Linked DNA regions of Sus scrofa: region 2 is linked to region 1. Evidence: chromatin contacts called from public HiChIP or PLAC-seq data. All regions are on one chromosome and are shown on one strand. The core of a region is the stretch at or near the end of the contact, and the rest is flanking DNA. Distances in the headings are between cores, read along the strand shown.

The links. HiChIP or PLAC-seq counts read pairs in DNA pulled down with a chosen protein or histone mark.
Region 2: an H3K27ac HiChIP or PLAC-seq map of alveolar macrophages shows a contact between it and region 1. The contact joins two enhancer-like sites. A contact is called at or near these places in 2 of 2 datasets of contacts at active chromatin or transcription factors (alveolar macrophages and skeletal muscle).

The regions. Positions count from the first base shown.
Region 1 is chr13:198,389,305-198,392,073 of Sscrofa11.1, reverse strand. All of the region lies in intron 6 of RUNX1 (runt related transcription factor 1), which reads left to right. Among named protein-coding and RNA genes, the nearest start is that of CLIC6, 140 kb to the right of the region's middle. Within about 2 kb of position 1,378, at least 15 of the 83 cell types and tissues checked have an H3K27ac peak or open chromatin away from gene starts, as enhancers often do. A contact at or near this core is called in alveolar macrophages and skeletal muscle, where this site is marked.
Region 2 is chr13:198,833,203-198,835,971 of Sscrofa11.1, reverse strand. All of the region lies in intron 1 of LOC106505851 (a long non-coding RNA gene), which reads right to left. Among named protein-coding and RNA genes, the nearest start is that of RUNX1, 200 kb to the right of the region's middle. Within about 2 kb of position 1,326, at least 19 of the 83 cell types and tissues checked have an H3K27ac peak or open chromatin away from gene starts, as enhancers often do. A contact at or near this core is called in alveolar macrophages and skeletal muscle, where this site is marked.

The sequences.
Region 1 (2,769 bases), core at 129-2,628:
CCCCTAGCCTGGGAACCTCCATATGCCGCGGGAGCGGCCCAAGAAATAGCAAAAAAAGGCAAAAAAAAAAAAAAAGCTAATAATAATAAAGTCCAGGAAAGTAATCTGTCTGCAAGGGAGGACAGAGCAGAGACCAGAAGGTGCCTGCTTGGCCCTGGACCCATGTGAACCAAGGGCCACTTTCCTCCGATTTAGGGAGACACTGCTGGCAGAGAATCGGAGGTGTTATCCAAACCCCGTCTTTTCTAGAAGCCAGTGACTTACTCCCAAACCCTGCCTCAGAGACAACTGTGCCTGAGTCTAGAGCCTTTTTCCAGACACAGCTCAGACTGCTCTGGCCGAGGGGGAGAGGCCTCGTGGCGAGGGTTGGACTGTTTCCCCTGGGAACTGTCTGGCAACTCTAATGAGGAAGAGCTCTTAGCGTTTATAGAGCGCCTTTCATCTGTGGCTCTCAAAGCTGTGCCACAAACAGTAATTAACGCTCACACCTGTAAGGCAGGTGAGTCTCGTTACCCCCATTTTTAGAGATGAGGAAACAGAGGTTAGAGAGCAAAGGCCTGGTGGTGAGCACCGGGGCTGGAGGCAGCTGTCTGACGGTAAGAACCAGCATTCCGCATTCCGGACTGCCAGCAACCTGACTGCAAAGCCACAAAACCTCCCTCCATGGGGCACAGAATGTGGTCCCCAAGGCATTGAGTGGTAGGGTCGTGGCCACAGTTCCGCTGCCCTCCCGCAGGCAGTCTGCCACCTCGCAGGCCCTCCAGTCAGCTCCAAGGACAGGATCCCTCAAAACCCTGAAACACTGCATCTGCAGGCAGGTCTCTGCCCCAGCTTGGTGCTGGATGCTTCCCTTCAAAGTAATTGCTGGAACAATGAATGCATCTTAGCTGTACATGAGTAACCAAGATGTCTGCAGCCAGCAGGAGACAAACGGTTGGCAGGTCTCAGAGCTCTTTCCCAACTTCTTTTTCCAGGATCCAGAGCTGGTGGGAACTGCCTCACGTTATCAGGGGATTTCACTGATAGCAACCCCAGGCTAACCCAGTGTCTGCTACCTGGGCACACTTGCAGGTGACAAGGACGCCCGCTTGCGGTGCTGTGTTACACTTGCACTGCCCCGGCGGAGGAAACGGCGCTTCAGCTGGACAGTGGGACTTGGAGGGAAAGGCCTCTTTCATAGCAGCGAATTTCCAGGCCCCAGGGCCATGAAAGCTGATATCCCACAGTTCCGGGGACAGCCCTTTTGTTCACAGGGGGAGCCCAGATCTGTCTTCAGGGGTCCCAGACAGGGAGATGCCAGCCACCACCGGGGCTCGCCCTGACACATCACCCTGGAAACTGACTCACATCTCTGAGTCCTGAGTCACATCCTGTTGTGAGCTCTGAGCCATCCAAAAGGGCATTACACCAGCTGCCCATGACTGAGGTGAACTTGGAGGGCACCCTGGGAACTGCCCTGCTGTCTTCCAAGCTGAAAAGGGGGAAAATCCTCTAGGGAAAAAAACAGTGCTGCCCTGAGGGTTTCTATGTTCACCACACAGGTTTGGTCTTTTAAAAATAGACACTAAGGCCCCATAGCATACTTAACTGTCCTGTCTTGGTTTTTAAATGGCTCTGAAAGGTAACTGAAAGACCAGGTCTTTGAAGGTATCAGCCAAACAGCCAAGGAAAAGGCCCTGTCAACCTTCTCTGGCCCTAGGCTGAGACATGGTATCCCAGGACATGTGAGCTGTTACTGGGGACCCAGGTTTTGAGGGGGGCGTTAAAAAGCCCCACAGAGATAAGTGTCAAGGGGGGATCAGGAGGCATCGCTGCCCTTCCTCTGGCCTGGGAGACATGAGAACAGAGTAGGACGTTTTAAACTTTACAACGAGCAGCTTTTAGTTTCGTGCAGTTCCTGCCACTTTCTTGTACTCAATTTCTCTGATTTCTACTCTTATTTTTCTTGCTTGCTTTAGGTTTATTTTGCTCTTTTTTTCCCCTTTCATTTCCTAAGGTGGAAACTTATTGATTCTGGATTGTTCTTCTTTTCTAATATGCACCGGATGCTATAAATGTCCTTCTAAGCACTGTTTCTACAGCATCCCACAAATTGTGATGTTGGATTTTCATTTAGTTTAAAGTACATTTTAATTTCTCTTGATGCTTATTTGACCCACAAGTTATTTAGAAGTGTGAGAAGCTCCAAATATTTGGGTACTTTCCAGCTATCTTCCCGTTATTGGTTTTTTTTTTAGCTGAAATTCATGTGGACTGAGAATATATTTGGGATGACTTATGTTATTTTAAATTTGAGGTGTGTTTTGTGGTCTGTTTTAGTGAAGGTTTCCTGTGAGCTTGAGAAGAATGTGTATTCTGCTGTTGCTGGATGGAATTTTCCAAAGATGCTCATTAGATCAAGTCAGTTGGTAGCGCTGTTCAGATCAACCATGCCCTGATTTTCTGCCTGCTTGATGGAGCAGTCACTGAGAGGGTTGTGAAGTCTTCAGCTAGAAGTGTATTTTTCTCTTTCTCTCGGAAGTCCCGTCAGATCGTGCCTCATGTTTTTGGACACTCTCTTGTTAGATACATATATGTTAAGGATTTTTGTGTCTTAGACATGAGCTTTTCCATCATGTAATTCCCTTCTTTATCCCTGAAATCTTTCCTTCGTCTGAAGTCGATTTTGTGTAAAATTAATACAGCTGCTCTGGCTTTCTGTTGATTACTCTTAGCCCAGTCTGTCTCTCTCTACTTCTGAGACTACATTTAAAGCAGTTTGACAGTTGA
Region 2 (2,769 bases), core at 77-2,576, 440 kb before region 1:
AATGGCTAGTCACTTATGATGGAGCATGATAATGTGAGAAAAAGGAATGTATATGTGTATATGTGACTGGGTCACCTTGCTGGACAGAAGAAAATTTAAAAAACCCTGTAAACCAGGTATAATGGAAAAAAAATAAAAATCATTAAATAAAAAAATAAAGTTATCAAAATGCTAAAAAAAAAAAATGAAAGCACCCTTTTAACCCTATTAATCAATTTTATAACTCTTAGTAAGTCCCGGAGACCTGACTGATGTTTGTTCACTTCCCACAAAATAGTAGATAAATGTCCACAAGAGAACAAGTATTCTGTCACTTCCTCAGTGTCTCTGGTAATATAAGAGTTTTTAAAAAATGTTCATGTGTGTTTGCACACACAACAATGCACATATAAATCAAAGACGTCCCCTGAAATAAAATGCTGAGGTCATGTGAGCATATTTCAGCCTTTAACTTAGACACTTAGGCTGCATGCCCAGCTATGACAGAGTCCATGTTTATAAAGTTAATTTAATTTCAGTTGTTAGTATCAGTTACCATCATCCCAGATTTAAAACCACCAGCCCAGAGACTTGCTCTGAGTTCTTGCAGCCCCTGGTAGCTCTACCAGGCATCTGGCACTTTTACGCAAACTCCCTCATATTGTTCCTGGACCATCTATTTCAACAGGCCTTTTCTCTTCATTTTATTACAAATTCTTGAATCCAAGGATCATGTCTGATATTTCTCAGAATCCTCGTTAATGTCTAGTCCAGAAGCCTGTTCTAGCAAATGCTCCAAAAAAAGTTGTTGATTGATTCAAAATGGATTTTCAATTTTATGAAAAATATTTTTAGAGTAAAGGAAATATTCACTTTTGCGTTTGGAAAATAAGATGAATATGGCTAAAAAAAAAGTGGAAATGGGGTGACATGTTATGGGTTGCAAATTTCCACATCAACGCATAACTTCAATATAAAATCCCAACCCAACTTCATGAATAAAATAATGAGACAAAATAGGGAGATGTGACAAACTGAGTTTAGTATTCTCACTTCTTCAAAAAGTTTTTCCACCATAATCAATGGAAAAAAACAGAGTTGTCAGTCTTTTTTGAGAGGAGGAGGCATGTGTGTTTTCTCTCTCCCCCCTCCCCTCCTCCCTCCTTCCCTCTTGTCCCTTCTGAAACTGAGTCAGACCAGCCATATTTCCAGTTAGAAGTTGGCACTGGAGCCCAGCAGCTGTTCAGAAATGTCCAAGTGGACAGCAAATGGCGTTGATGGAGTTAACGGCAGTGACTCACTTGGGACATTCACAGCAGGTCAGCTGAAACCATCCCTTGCTGTGAAGAGAATTCAGTCCCATTGGGCAAAAGCCCAAGAAAATGAGCTGAGGATGATAACAGCATAGTGCCTCTCAGTTGCCACTGGTTGCTTTTCTGTTCTCAGTTTTCACAATTTTTTTAGAGATGGATTTTTTTTTTTTTCTAACGCAATCAAGAACAGTGATGGGAAGAACAGGCTGAGCAGCTGTTGACTTTTTGAAATCACAGAGGGGAGGTTTGGTATCTGGAAATGCTCAACACAACTTGCCTTGCAAGCTTTGACGATGACTTTCACATATAAAATTATGGGTCAGAAGCAGGAAGCTGAGGACTCTTTATGCCAGTAAATCTAGCTTTGGCCAATGTAAGATTTAGGGGATTTCAGAAAGAGTTCATTCATGTAGAAACACTTTTCTACAAAATATTATGATAGTTTTAAATGTACTGAACTGAGCAACAATAAAAACAAACCAAAAAACATACGAGAAATCAGGCATGTTCATATTTTGTGAGCTTATACTTTTTCCTTAACACAGGAGGAAATATATAAAAATATGTTAAAGCTCTTGGGTGTTTTTGCATTATAAAATATGGCATGATTACCTATAATGGAAAATAACCTGAAAAAGAACATATATATTTATTTTAATATATTTATATCTATCTATATACCTGAATCATTTTGCTGTACACTTGAAACTAACACAACCTTGTAAATTAACTGTATTTCAATAAAAACTACAAAAATGATATGAAAGAATAATAAAGACATATTTAGAGAAAAAAAACCATGATCACTTGAAATATCACAATCTTTACACAAGACCTATTTCTATTTTTGTTTTTTTCCAAATTATTTTCTAAAAACTCTATTAAGACAGATATCTTAGATTTGTTCTTTACAGGTAGAAATTTAACAAATGAGGAATAATAATTCCTGATATTAAGGGTCACTAGACATAAAGTTCATTTCCCTAAAATTCTGGCATGAGATCATAGTTTCCACATTTAGATGAGAGCTTGCTTCCATTGCACTTATTTGGTAGAAAAATCTGATTTGGCTATTTGAATGCACTATTATGAAGTTCCTCTTTGTGACTGAACCCCAAAGCTGATTCTGATAGTTTCAGACCAGGCTGAAAACAGAATTAAAAAATGAATTAATTTTCTTTCCTGAGAATAAAATATTTTCACTGAGTAGACTTCAGTAAAATAAATGACAATCAAATGGTATAGCTTGGTAGGTACTTTAATGGATTAAACAATTTTAAAGTGAATAGTTTGAAATGAATTCAGCAGTTTTTTTCAGCTAAGGTCCTTTGAGAATACATATTCTAAGTTCAAAGGAGAATAATTGTTCTTTCTGTATTTTTAGAGAGGACTATGGGTGTGGTGGGTGCAGGGAGTTTCATTGCTTACCCTCTGTCTAACTCATGGTAATGCTTAATAAATATTGGTTGAATTAATT